Regions from separate parts of the Bombyx mori genome. Here region 1 is linked to region 2. A link is a contact called in public Hi-C data. All regions are on one chromosome and are shown on one strand. Each heading gives the region's core, a stretch centred on a gene start, on an enhancer-like site or on the middle of the called end of the contact. The rest is flanking DNA. Distances are from core to core; before and after follow the strand shown.

What was found. Hi-C and Micro-C count contacts between places; a contact is called where the count stands out from the background.
Region 1: a contact with region 2 is called in a Hi-C map of midgut, with 3 times the contacts expected there. The contact joins the promoter of LOC101738442 here to the enhancer-like site in region 2. A contact is called at or near these places in 3 of 7 Hi-C or Micro-C datasets (midgut and whole pupa).

The regions. Positions count from the first base shown.
Region 1 is chr27:5,089,123-5,096,433 of ASM3026992v2, reverse strand. LOC101738442 (catenin delta-2) reads left to right here and starts at 3,859. Exons shown (of 20, transcript XM_012690953.4): 1 at 3,859-4,251. It overlaps LOC101739685 (collagen alpha-1(I) chain), which reads right to left and starts at 1,913. Exons shown (of 20, transcript XM_062676474.1): 1 at 1,702-1,913; 2 at 554-649. The coding sequence starts at 623.
Region 2 is chr27:5,037,640-5,044,606 of ASM3026992v2, reverse strand. It overlaps LOC101738442 (catenin delta-2), which reads left to right. Exons shown (of 20, transcript XM_012690953.4): 12 at 1-164; 13 at 1,320-1,411; 14 at 2,210-2,397; 15 at 3,214-3,355; 16 at 3,901-4,073; 17 at 5,149-5,314; 18 at 6,059-6,187. LOC105841726 (a long non-coding RNA gene) reads right to left here. Exons shown (of 4, transcript XR_002430605.3): 4 at 4,908-6,205. Among protein-coding and RNA genes, the nearest start is that of LOC105841726, 17 kb to the right of the region's middle. Within about 2 kb of position 3,231, at least 2 of the 8 cell types and tissues checked have open chromatin away from gene starts, as enhancers often do.

The sequences.
Region 1 (7,311 bases), core at 2,610-5,109, 51 kb before region 2:
AAGTTGTTAGTGCTATTTCTTTCACAAGCTCAGGGCCAGAGTGGGATAGCCATGATTTCAAAGCAATGAATACATTTAACTGGTGTTTCACATAAGAAGTAATATTAATTTTGCATTATCTATGTGCTCCATTAGCTAATTAATGTTACAGATCTTTGCCTATGTAAGTTGACTAATGATTGTTCTCTAAATCCAAACAAATCTAAGATTGAAGATTACAATAATAAGAAGAAAAAGTTTTAATTCTGCCTGAAAGCCACATATAACAGAACAACAAGTACACCTAAACTGGGAGTTTTAAATTTGTATAAAAGATAATTAATTTGGCCAGAAAGTAAACACAGTCTCATGAAAGAGAAGTCAGGATTATTAATAACTAGATCAACAAAGTGGCCAACTAAAATAGGGCAATTGAAATAAAATTGTATTTTTGCAATTTCGAGATTTACTTTTTTATTTCTTTTGTGTACCTAATACTTGTATATTTTATTAGTTTAGTGGCGCATAATTATATTAAGGTGATAATTTGAGTTTATGAGAAAAAAGAAAATACCAGGCTCAGCAGGGTCACTGGGCTCGTCCTTGAGGCGGGCACCTCCACCCTTCTCCTTCTCCTTAATCATACCTCTGCGTGCCTTCGCCAACTTGACTGTAAGCAAAAATTCTTAGATTGTGATTCTTATATATATGATTTCAGCCCTTATTAAAATATGACCCTATCATTTTATTTCATATTAGGTTTTCACTATCATTTTTATTGTGTTTTGCGTTATCATTAACTTGTTTTCATTTTTTATGCCATAGGTGGACTGATGGCATGTTTGCGAAAGGTAAACAGTATTTTAAAAAGCATCCAAAAATATTTGAAATTTAAAGTATTTTCATGAAAAATTTTTTTTTTCTGGTGATATATCATAGGAATGTTGTTAGCTCACTGTAGTTTATCACATAATATGAAGAAATGAATTATATAGGTTTAAATTATTGTTTATAGATATATTTGATTTCAGTATAACTTTATTGAAGACATTTTTATAATTTTTTTTTTTTTTTCTAATATGTCGTTAAATGATTATCTTAGTTAATTCGACAATGTTTATGGTGTCTTCATTCATATGAAATAAACAATAATGCAGTCTGTCCAAACGATACTACTTCGCGCGATTTTATCGTAGTCGAGCAAACAATTGGCACCTGTCCCACAAATCTACTGTACGGCACTTCATTACAGGAATGTCATTATATTGCACCAAATGATCGAGATGTTATTATAAATAGAGATCGCGGAAACCTTGGCGGTCGGGGGACGCCGTGACAATCAGCCGTCTCCGTCAGAGCACTTACACAGCTCTCACACACCTGATCCCCTCGACATTTTCAACAAAAAAGAGAATACGCGCCGAATCACCATAAAAATTCCTGGCTTATTCTCCATACATAAACAATGAGATAAGTCGGGTGTAGACAGGCGCGAGCACACGAAACGCACGTTTACTATGGCCGATTTATTGCTTCGATTGCATCTTTCGACTGAGATGACACTGTAGAAGTAAAAACTTAAAATTATTTTATATCATTCGTGTGATCTAATTAAAATATGAGGATGGATATGCAGAAAGAAACAAAAAATCGGGATCGCTGACATTTTTGTTTATGGTACTTATATGAGATCCAGAATCCACAAATAGCGATTAAACGTACACGATTACCGCCTCACGACGGATTCACTTGCACTTGATGACACAAAACACTGTGTTTTATCACATTTATGTAAGTCTCATCGTATTATAAAAACCAGATTTTAATAAAATTCTTTCTATCAGCATTAACACAAATCACCACGCACACACAACACAACATACATATATGCGACAACACTAGCGACGGCCATCTTCCGATTCTTGCGATACACTAGAATCGATATAAATCGGTATTCGTGTTATAATTTTTGAGAGTGTGATTTATAAATGAAGTAATTAATTTCAGAAACTCCTATTCGATTCGTACGTTATTTTCAAAACAAAAGCGTAAAATAAAAGAAATTTCTTGAAAATATAATATTATCGTCAAGCATAACTGTAAGAATTGTGTTGATGAACGAATATGATAGGATGACTTCTTTCTTGATTTTAAGCTTCATTAGGTTATAATATAAAATTTAACAGGTCAGCCAGTTGTAAGTCACTATGAAAGGGAAAGAACTTCTCTTAGAAAAGTTACCTTTCACAAACAATATCCACTTTTGACTTAAATGCTGACTTGCTGACTCGACTTGTATAATTGTAGCCTCTATACTACACTTACGTTACCCATTTTAATAAATCAAGCAATCAAGATTTGTTGTCACACAATCATCTCTGAGGCTCTGTGCATGTCCTGTCTATCAATAGTACCCTAAGTTACGGATGAGAAAACCAATTATTAAGAAAATAGGTTACCCAAAATTTAAAAAAACTGAAGAAAATGACAAAAATCATTTCATAGCATTAAGGTGTGTCTTGACACCAGGAATTACAGCACACTTTTCGAATATAACTCTAATTTGAAAAAGTTTTATAGCTGCAGGAAATATTTCGATTACAAAATTTTAAAATCGATCACTAAACATGGACTGAGCAACACTAGTATATTTTACTAATGCTTGTTCGGATACATAAAATATTAAATTACAGGATTCTTGCTTCAAAATATCAATGAAAACTCTAATCGATAATATTCTAGATGAAAAATTGCAATATCTAAAAGTAAAGTAACACTTGATTTAGAAGTAATATAATTTTTCATTATTAATTTGAAAGCTTTCCGATTTGGAAAGTGTCCTATACGCGTAATGTGATAATTATAAAATTAAAAATTCAAATTAAATGAAACAAATAATAAAGCAACGTAAGATTCTCATATAGAAGGGTGAAATGTATTGCCTACATAAAGCAACTGTCTACCCAAAGATTAACGATGTCAGAGCATTTAGTTTAATTTTGTTTGCATGTTGAGTTGATTAATTATTTTGGTATCTTCATTTTGGATTAAAAGATATACAGACAAATCTTTTGAATACTCGTTTAAAAACTACCAGTGATTCTTGCCCTTGAAACACAGTGGAAGAGATTTTATTCCAGTAACGGATGGTAAAAGGAAAAAAATATTTCTGTGAATGATATGAGTGATGAAATGACAGTTAAGCGTCTTACTGGTGTCCAGAAGATTATCCAGCTTCGCCAGAACATACAAACGTGCTTCAACGCTCAGCATTGTTCTACTAACTACCATTATTTGAAGCCTAACAGCCCAAGGGCAATTAGTTCGTGAATGCATCTAGGTATAACTTATGTAAATTTCATGTTGGATTCTTCGACGAGAGTACGCCACAGTGAGCGTAGATCTTGATAGGATTTCATTACAGACCATATCGAACATTTAGCCATTTTTTATTATTAATTCCCATTATATGTCTACTTTTAATCTGGCTGCCGTTCTATAGGCTAACTTAGAACCCTTTAGATTCGTTGCTCAATATGCAAGGTTTTTTTGTAAGGTTCAATAACCAGGATAACTTTTACTTACTAGAGCATTACATTACTCACAATTATGTGAAGGATGCCTCTTGTAGCTAAGCAAGTCTATACTTTTATCACATTTCTGCTTTGCACATTCGCAATTCTGGTTTTGACTATTATACAGTGGTGCTGTATGTGAATATTGGCAGAGTCAATCTTCTGTATATCCAGATCAGAGTTTAATGGTGAATGCATGCAATGCACTTTATTCAATTTTCATCGATGATTTTGATCTCTGGCTTCGAGGCTATGTTCCTTTTGCGGGTCCAGGTTGACGATTGATCAAAGTTAACCAAAAACTGTCTATGATTTTACGGTGAAGGGAGGAGGGACGATTTCGCTTCGTTGTCGCCCAATATTTAATTTTGTGGTGATTTGTGTAAAAAATTTATAGTTGAACTAAAATTTGTGAAGTTATCTGGTGCATCTATGTATGAAAGTTACTTTATCCGGTTACCTTTTGCTCGTTTATCGTGAAAAATAACATACCGACCGCTCCCTAGGCGTAGATTTGTACGTCAGTCGCGTATTATTTTCCATGCCTGTTTGTACTGTCTACTAGCATTAGTAGGGGCCGTGATGGTAAAAGCTATTGGAAAGTGTACCCATTAATGAAACTTCGCGAAAATCGTATCCCACGTTCCGTTTTATGTGATTCTCGTGTTTAGTAGTTTAGAAGATTGTGGCCATTACGGTGAGTGCCTTCTACGTTGTGATATTTACGTGTCGTTTTACGATATTACATGTTGATGATTACTCGTCAGTTCTACAATAACATGAAATGAAATGCGGGTTTTCATAAATAACAAAACATGGCATATATCGCTCATGTGATAATCAGTGCAACAACTTAGTGGCTTGATCACTTATTTGAAACAATAATCATGGATTTTTTCTATTATCTTTTGATTTAAGTGCTCGAATTTATATAAAAATAAGATAACTTGTTTGCCTGTATCTTAAGATGGTTTTGCCTTTAAATAATAAAAAAGAAATGTGTTACATAGTTATAGAACTCTTAGTAAAAATGTGTATAGTTCATAAAATTAACATATTTTAATCTTTATTAAATTATTTTGAATATAAAACTAATATAATAGATTAATTTTTTTAATTGAAATTTGACTTTAAAATTTATGCACATAAAATTTTATTTTTTAATAGTATTAGATAGCTTGTCCTACTGATATTGATGAACTGTAAGTACTGATATCTCATAGGCTTCATACAACAAAATACTTCAATTCAATCTTGTTTGGTGTCTTATCTCATAGTTTGACATTTCTAACCTTTTACAGTAGGTGTGATAATGAAAGATTGACCGAGGACTATTAGCTTTTGAGAGTTAGATTTTAGTTGTATCAAACTATTGTCCATTCTATATATCCCTGAGCTGCAACAGTTCTATTGAGAATTCACAGGTCACAGTTAAGATTAAGGCTCTTTCTTCATGGTATTTTTTATGCGCAAATTACACAGTCTGTCCTGGTTTTTATATGTACATTTTAGCTCTGTCACTAGAATAAGCTTTTCTTGCTGTATTATTGAATAGAAATTTGAAGTACATATAATAACCAAAATTCAACCCACAAAATTAATGAAAAAGTTAGAGAAAATCATTTCTATAAGTTAAAATAAAAAAAAAATACACTTCATTCTTATTATCCAAGATTGATAGAACACATAACAAGCATTCACTGAGAAGTTTTATAGAAATATAATTCCTGATTTAGGAAAACTTTTAATAGAATGAAATGTTAAAAATTCATTGAATATGAAAGTGTGACTGCTATTTACATCACATATTTGTTTCAAATTAATTAAATATAACTAAAATAAAATAAAGAAATTAATAATTATAGTTAAAGGTGAATTAATTTATTTACATCTAAGCAGCCCCAAACTGAAACATTGAAATATTATGTTTATGTTGCAATCTTATTAATTTATGTTCTTTACAATACAAAGAAGATTTTTTTTTCCAAATAATAAAATATTGGTTCTATAGATTCCATTTCATAATATTTTCGATTCACAATTGACAATTTCCAATTCGACTTACAATTTCCAAGCAATTAGGAATCAAAAATATATTTTTTATTCTTACCAGTGTTTATCCTACAATATTTCAAAATGATATCTCAAGAACTATAACTATAACCAAAATACTTTGCTCAAAGAAATATTCATTAGATGTTTTTTCTAAATTAAATTTACATGATGGAACTGTCACCTTTGAAAAACAACTTTGTAGAAACCACTCAACTTTGAAATTTCATCTATATGAATGGTGCCAATGGATTCCAAGTAAAATTATTGGGACATTCAGATGGAGGGACAGATATAATGAAATTATGAGGCGTTTATTATTGACTAAATTTGTTACAGAACTATGGAGACCGAACCCAAAAATAGTTGATGAAAGCAAGTTCCGGGGAATATAAAATTAATTTAGTCTGGCTTTTTAGTTCAATGATGTTTTTTATTTTGGCTCAAAAAAGTACGAAACGCGGTTTTTGTGTCTTTTAAGGTCATAAATTTGGCTATAGGAGAGTTGAGGAAAGATAATTTTGGTTAAAAATTTTAATAGTGGACTATCTCAGTAATGTCAATGCCAGAGTATAATGTTTAGTATAATAGAGGGCATAGATAATATGTATGCGTACCCACAATAAATACATATAATATGTACTGATTGTAGACATATTTTATTTTTCCAATCACAGCTATCTCAAAACATACATTATGTTGTACTAAACTAATTACCGTCGCAGTTAACCGCGATAAGATGCATCGTTGTGAACGAAAGCCACTCGTTCCTTGAGTAAAGATGAAATAATACACAAGCATAGATTTGTTAGCCCAATTTGTTTTTTATTTATAAACAAAAATTTGCAGACTATAGAAGTCGTCGTGGCCTGAATGTTAAGACGCCTGGGGTTCTCGTATCAAACGATGCGAATAAACCTATGTTCGAATTCCGCAGGCAGACACCAATTTTTCAAGTGAAATACGTACTTAGCACACGTTCACATGAATTATTACTATGAAGAAATAACATCAATAGAGAGGGAGAGAGAGAGAGAGAGAGAGAGATATATCAATACTCGGTCTAATAAAAATCATATTCGAAAATTTACAATTAGCGTAATTACTATGAAATTGAGTCATTGACCTCAAGTCTTAAAGCGGGTGGCGGCAATTAACGTTGGTGTTAAGTGGTTACCAGGCCCTGTAGTGATCAGAACTCAGAACGATAATGTTGCCATTCATTTTGAGATATAACTTTATGGGTCTCAGTTGTAAAGTAACGCCTCTCCCACTCTTCGAACCAGAACGCATGGATCACGGTGTAAAGGCAATTATTTTTACAAATATCGACGATATTAGGCATTGACCAACGCGGGAACTCCATCCTGAACTCGAGACATTAAATTATAACTTGATTACAAAAGGAATACGTTTTTAAATGCACGTGAATTCAAACATACACAGCGAAAAATCATACATGTATAGTTAAAACATGCTCTTCTTTAGGTCTTTCATATTCATTAATCCATAGACACCCCACTGAGTTTCTCGCGAATCTTCTCAGTGGGTCGCGATTACGATCCTGTGGTAGATTTTACGAAGCACTGCTCTTGTTAGGGCTAGTATTAGCAAATTCTGTCAGGTTGAGTCCGTGAGCTCACCTACCCGTCCGGACGTAACTGGAATAGCCTCTTAGGCTACCAGCGATTAGGTAGGAGAAAAA
Region 2 (6,967 bases), core at 1,982-4,481:
CGCAACGCGTCGAGTGCGGGCGAGTACGCGCGGCGCCGCCTGCGCTGCCTGGCGGGGCTGGCGGAGGCGTTACTGCACGCGGTGCGCACGGCGCTGCACGTCAACGCGATCGGCACCAAGGTCGTCGAGAACTGCGTCTGCGTGCTACGGAACCTCTCCTATAGGTACGGGCGGCTTATTTCTGTACCTGTGTTTCCGATGTACAGGAGAAAACAATGTGTCATCCATTCCCGATCCTGCGGAAAGAATGGAAAGCAGTTGACGTCGCCCCAAACACGTTATTTCGGATCCTCCCGATCCACTAACGGCGCTTTTAGGTACCTCAAGCACAGGTCATCGTTCTCGTCGAACCCGTCGCTTGCGACGAAGGGCTCGACGAGTAAATTAACCCTCAGACACAGCCCACTGTGTTTCTCGCCGAATCTTCTCAGTGGGTCGCGTTTCCGATCCGGTGGTAGATTCTGCGAAGCACGACTTGCTAGGGTTCGTGCTAGCAACGTCGTCAGGTTTGAGCCCCGTGAGCTCACCTACTAGTTAAGGTTCCGTTGAAATAGCCTCTCAAGGCTATCAGCTTAGGTAGGAAAAAAAAAATGTGTCATCAACTCACACTTGTCCACTGCTGGACATGGTTTCTCGTAATAATTTTGAACCCGGTAGAACGATTTTCATTTTGTTTATTATTTTGGTATTATTTTTATAACTTATATGGGTGGTCACGGCAAACTTGATGCTAAGTGGTTACCGGAGCTCATAGACATCTTCTACAACGTAAATGCCGCGAACCACCCTGAGACATGAGTTGTAAGGTCTCACTTTTAACAGTACAACGGCTGCCCCACCCTTCAAACCGAAACGCATTACTGCTTTACTGCGGAAATAGTATAAAAATAATAAATGTTAAATATTATATTGGTATATTATTTATATGTAGCACTGTTAGTCAAGTCTATGTAAGATCATCGGCCACATCTAGTCCACCAGCTTTGTGTAAATTCTAATCATTTATGGATAATGTAAATTTATATAAATTTTGTCATGAAAATCAGTTAATAGTTACTTTTTTCCATCTCAAATGTAATAAAATCTCTCGATTAAATTAACACTAGCTTTTAATGATTTCTTTATCGATAAACTTGACGATTTATGTATTTCTGATGACAATGAAATAACGTAGTGCCAACAATCGGATCTAATAATGAACTTAGAACAGCTCTAGTTTAGTAACACTGAGGTTTGAACTGATCACGCTTTCTTTCCAATATTTTTCACAAATAAATTTTCGTAACGTTTTTAAATTGTCATGTTAATTTGCTTCGAAGATGTCAGGAAATCGAAGACCCCCTCTACGACACTCGAGCACCTCCCACACAGTCGTCGGGACAAGCCAGGATACAGGCCAGCGCTTCGAAAGGTGAGGTTCTTGTTGTTCCACCATCGGTTGCCTTAAACCACGGTCGGTCAGATTTAAAAAACTGTCATCAATAACACCAGCTTTACATTTATCGACAAACTTACACCACAACACTAGTAACATGTAAGTGAATAATTGTGTAGTTTTTTTTTATTGCCCTTGTAGGCAGACGAGCGTACGGCCCACCTGATGGTGAGTGCTTACCGTCGCCCATGGACTTCAGCAATGCCAGGGGCAGAGCCAAGCCGCTGCCTACCGCTAGTTCTTTCGAAATATATTAGACTAGATATGAACACTGTTTTTGTTTTATTTTATTGCATAGTTGGATGTTCGAGCCCACGGCCCATCTATTGTTAAGTGTACCTGTATCGGAGCCCAGAGACATACATCACTTTGAGAATACTTGTAATAACGCCTTTCCTAACCTCTTGAACTGGAATGCATGGTTGTTTCTTAGTGGAAATTGTCAGGGTACTGGTACTCATTACAAGTCCCTATCACCAGTAATTTCGAAAAAAAATTATTAGGTTTTTTTTTAATTATTCGATTATATTCTTTCACTGTTATTTTTTTTCGCGGAAACATATTCAATACCTATTTCTTAGAGCACTTGGTACCAGTCTGTGGGATTCGAACATTGGCACAGTAGCATTGCTCGATACGATTGTAACGGACGCTTTATCCTTTAGGCCACGACGACTTCAATGTAATATTAATTGCCCTTTTTTATTGGAAAGAATGACAGAACTTAATCGTATTAATTTTAACTAGAACTCACAAAAGCTTGCACGTATTTAGTGTTGTGTTTTCCACAAGGAGAAAACCTCGGCTGTTTCGGAGGAAGTAAAAAGAAAAAGGAAGGTTCCTCATCGTCGAACTCGACCAGTCCACTCGGGAAGTCCGAGCCCGAACCGCAGCCCGTCGAGAACAACACCCAGCTCGGTTACTCCGTACCCAAAGGAACGGAGATGCTCTGGTCTCCTGAGGTACGTGCACATCTTACTGTGGTAATGGCGTCAAGTGGCTATTAGACACTCATTCCGGTCATCGTCCTCGTCGAACCCGTCGCTTGCGATGAAGGGCTCGGCGAGTAAATTAACCCACAGACACAGCCCACTAATTTGTCCGCTGGATCTTCTCAGTGGGCCGCGTGTCCGATCCGCTGGTAGATTCTGCGAAGCACGGTTCTTGCTAGGGTTCGTGCTAGCAACATCGTCAGGTTTGAGCCCCGTGAGCTCACATACTAGCTCGGTGACGGTGACATAGTCTCTCTAGACCAGGGGTGGGCAAATATTTTGATAGTCGGGCTACATTGCAGATGAAAATTTTACCTCGGGCCAAACCGGTTTTTTTCTAATTTTAAGTTTAGTTTTTGCTAAGGATGTCAATTAATGAATTTTAAAACCAACATTTTTGAATCAAAATATTTATATTTATCAAGTTATTTGAATTAAAAAAAAATTCAAGAAAAATTTTAAACATTAATATCAGATAATTATCAAACTGTACAATTATCATACAAAGGTGTTATTAAAAGTGTTTCTACTATCATCTATGCTTAATAGATTGAGTCACAAACTGTTTTAATGATATATACAATGCTTCACGGGCCAGACAAAATTCTACCGAGGGCCGCCATTTGCCCAGGCCTGCTCTAGACCATCAGCTTAGGTAGGAAAAAAAGACACTCTAACATAACGCACCTTGAGATATGAGGTTAAAGTTCCAATTTGCTCACGGCCCGAAGCCGGTACAACGTCCTGTCCCTGCGAGAGAGAGTGAGAGTGAGCGTGTGCTTGCAGGTGGTCCCGCTGTACATGGCGCTGCTGCAGACGTGCTCCAACCCGGAGACGCTGGAGGCGGCGGCCGGCGCGCTGCAGAACCTCGCCGCCTGCTACTGGCAGCCCTCCATCGACATACGCGCCGCCGTCAGGAAAGAAAAAGGTACAGGACTCGCGCCGAGATGTCCAGCCAGGCGCCAGGCTGGCGGGCCATAATGTTGTCGAATAGGGCCGAAAATCCAAATGTCATTAGAAATGTCTATGTAACGGTAGGAAGCGGCTTGGCTATGCCCTTAGCATTGCTGAAGTCCATGGGCGATGGTAACCACTCACCATCAGGTGGGCCGTACGCTCGTCTGCCTACAAGGGCAATTAAAAAAATAAAAAAAGATGTGACGCGCGTCAGTAGTATTCCGTGCTTTAAAAATTTTAATATATGTAATACTTTTGTTCGTGTGTATGTTAGTGAACTCCTAAACGGTTGGACCGATTTTGATGAAATTTTTCGTGTTTGTTCCAGTGAATTTGAGAATGTTTTAGATTCTCAAATCAAACCATAAATTTTTTGGATTTAGGATTAGGATAACGTCTGTCGGATCCGCTATTAATTTTATATTTCATCATCTTTGTGGTTTTGTTGGATTATAAAATATTTAATCGCGATTTTTTCGTAAATCTTTAATCGTCGTAACAAATGTATTCGGACAGGGTTACCGATCCTGGTGGAACTGTTACGTATGGAAGTGGACCGCGTGGTGTGCGCCGTGGCCACGGCTCTACGTAACCTGGCCATCGACCAACGCAACAAGGAGCTGATCGGGAAGTACGCGATGCGCGACCTCGTGCAGAAGCTGCCCAGCGGGAACCAACAGCACGACCAGGTGAGGGAATAGCGACCTTAAGACTTAATAATAGGGTCTTTAATTTATATATACAGTCATATGTATTTATATAAAGGAATCTATTAACACAATTTTTATGATATAACGGCATCCGAGTCTTAGTTTAAAAATTTGCAAACCTATCAAGGATCATTGACGATACAGAGACTGCGCTCCCCTTTTTTTATTGCTTAGATCGGTGGACGAGCTCACAGCCCAACTGGTGTTAAGTAGTTATTGGAGCCCATAGACATCCACAACGTAAATGCGCCACCCACCTTGAGATAATATAAGTTCTAAGGTCTCAAGTATAGTTACAACGGCTGCCCCGCCCTTCAAACCGAAACGCATAACTGCTTTACGGCAGAAATAGGCGGGGCGGTGGTACCCGACCGCGCGGACTCATAAGAGGTTCTACCACCAGTAAAAAGAAATAGCATAGCGAGTATATCGGAACTTCGTCCTCATATCTAAAGGTGCGTTAAGTTAGTGTCTTTTTACCATATCGGAAATGAAAGATATGAGTCGACTATTATCAAAGCCGGCAATGTGACTTTTGGACAATTATTGGCAAATCAGAAAAACGAATTATTGTCTTTGTATTCCATAGGCATTCACAAAACTCTTCTGAACGACATCTTAGATAAATAACAGGTTAAGTATTAACCTTTATTTAATGCAGGTTTTGAACCGTATTCTTTGAAGGAGACGATTATATTCAAATCAATCTGTATTGACATATCAAAAACATTTTTTTGTCCAAATGCACAGATTGCCACCTTTGATAATAGACGACTCATATATAATAATAATAATAATTAATTAAAAAGTAAAGATAATTAATTATATATGTATTTAGTTTGGCTTGTTACTAGAGCAGGTTTTTTTTAGTTTAAGTCTCTTAAAAACTAATCATTTTTTTATTGGTCGTTTATGAATATATTGAAATTCAAAACATAACACATAGTGTCCTTAATGGTACGGAAATAAAAAAATCACTCTAGTGTTCTACACATTTCTCACACAAACGTCAATGTAAAGATCGTCTAATTAAAGTTTAATTTCACGAATCCAGGGTACTTCGGACGACACCATAGCCGCCGTGCTGGCGACCCTCAACGAAGTGATAAAGAAGAGCGGCGAGTTCTCGCGGTCGCTGCTGGAGGCGGGCGGCGTGGAGCGGCTCCTCAACCTCACCAAGCAGCGGCACCGGCACACGCCCAGGGTCCTCAAGTTCGCAGGTCACCAGCCAAAACTTATACGACTCTCCGTAAACGCATTACTGGTGGTAGGACCTCTTGTCGTGGTCGACCACGACCTAAGTCGTCGTGGCCTAACGGATAAGACGTCCGGTGCATTAGTGTTGAGCGATGCACCGGTGTTCGAATCTCAGCTGGGTACCAAATTACCACTGGATCGGAAACGCGACCCACTGAGAAGATCCGGCGAGAAACTCAGTGGGCTGTGTTAATTTACTCGCCGAGCCCTTCGTCGTAAGCGACGGGTTCAGGTACCTAAAAGCACCGTTTATACGACAAGGGATGATTATCAAGAACCAAAGACAAATTCAATAGGGAGGTGCGAAAATTATTTCAACGCACGAGTTATTTGAAATACGAAGCGAATAATTATATATTAGTATTGCTGAATTGCTGAAATTCGACAACTGACACACTATACTTAGGTATATATTCTTTAAAAAAAATTAAAAGATAAACAGAGTTGAGAGTGGGTATTTAACAATTTTGTCTTTGCCTATTAATACAGATTCTCTTCACTTAGATTCGACGTCAGTGTTCTTCGCACATCCCTGCCGTACCCCACTTATGTGATACTTAGATGCGTCTGACTGGGCTTTTGCTTGCCCTCCTGTCCTGGTGAAACTGGAAAGGCCTCTGGGCCACCAGTAATCCTTCAATCATAAAAAAAAAACTTAAATGCGTACAATAAGTCCCGGCCGAGCTGAAGTCCCCGTGCTGTTCCAGGTCAAGTGCTGATGACGATGTGGTCCCACGCGGAGCTGCGCGAGGTGTACCGCAAGCACGGCTGGCGCGAGGCCGACTTCCTGACGCCGGCGCGCGCCGCCCAGCAGAGGTCGTCCTCGGGCAGCAGCGGTTAGTGTTGCCTTACATCTGTACGAGAGATTCCATCAACTCGAAAACTGGATATTCATGAGTGAAGCTCGCATTTTTATAATAAGGAAATTTAGTCTATGAAGAAAATTAGCTTCAATTTGACATATAATTAAGAAATATACATTATAAACATATAAATTTCTCGAAATCATACCTGTTTACACTGTGATTTTTTTAGAATCTTCATATAAATTACCGTAATGTAGACGTTATTTTATTAAAAAAATAAATAAACGAATTTTTTTACCAAAAATCAATTAAAAATAATTTAATTAAAAATAATGGCGGCCAAATTTTGATAGACACCCTGGTAAATATATATTCTCCTAATTGTAAATAAACATAAAAATTTGGTTTTAAGCAAAAAAATCGATGAACGCACCAATCCTGCAGCGAGATCTTGTACTAATTAGCGTTTTCATTATCGTTAACCGTTTGACTGCTGTGTGGGTCACCGGTGCCCTACGCGGCGCCCTGAAGTAATTATATTGATTTCTGTAATTAAGCGTCTAGATTGCCTAACTTTGCCTTCTTATGATTCATTCTCAGTATCTTCGAATTCGCCTTTCCCAGATTCTACTAGATATTCTGGTGCCTAAGTAATAAGATCGAAGACGAAAATCAAAATAATTATTTCGTGCGCCACGTAGAGCATCGATAACCCAAAAGGCAGTCAAAGGATTAATTAACTAAGAGCTTAAAGCGTCCGCTCCTGACCAAAGTTCGATTGAGTATCGTACTGGTTAATTTAATAAATAA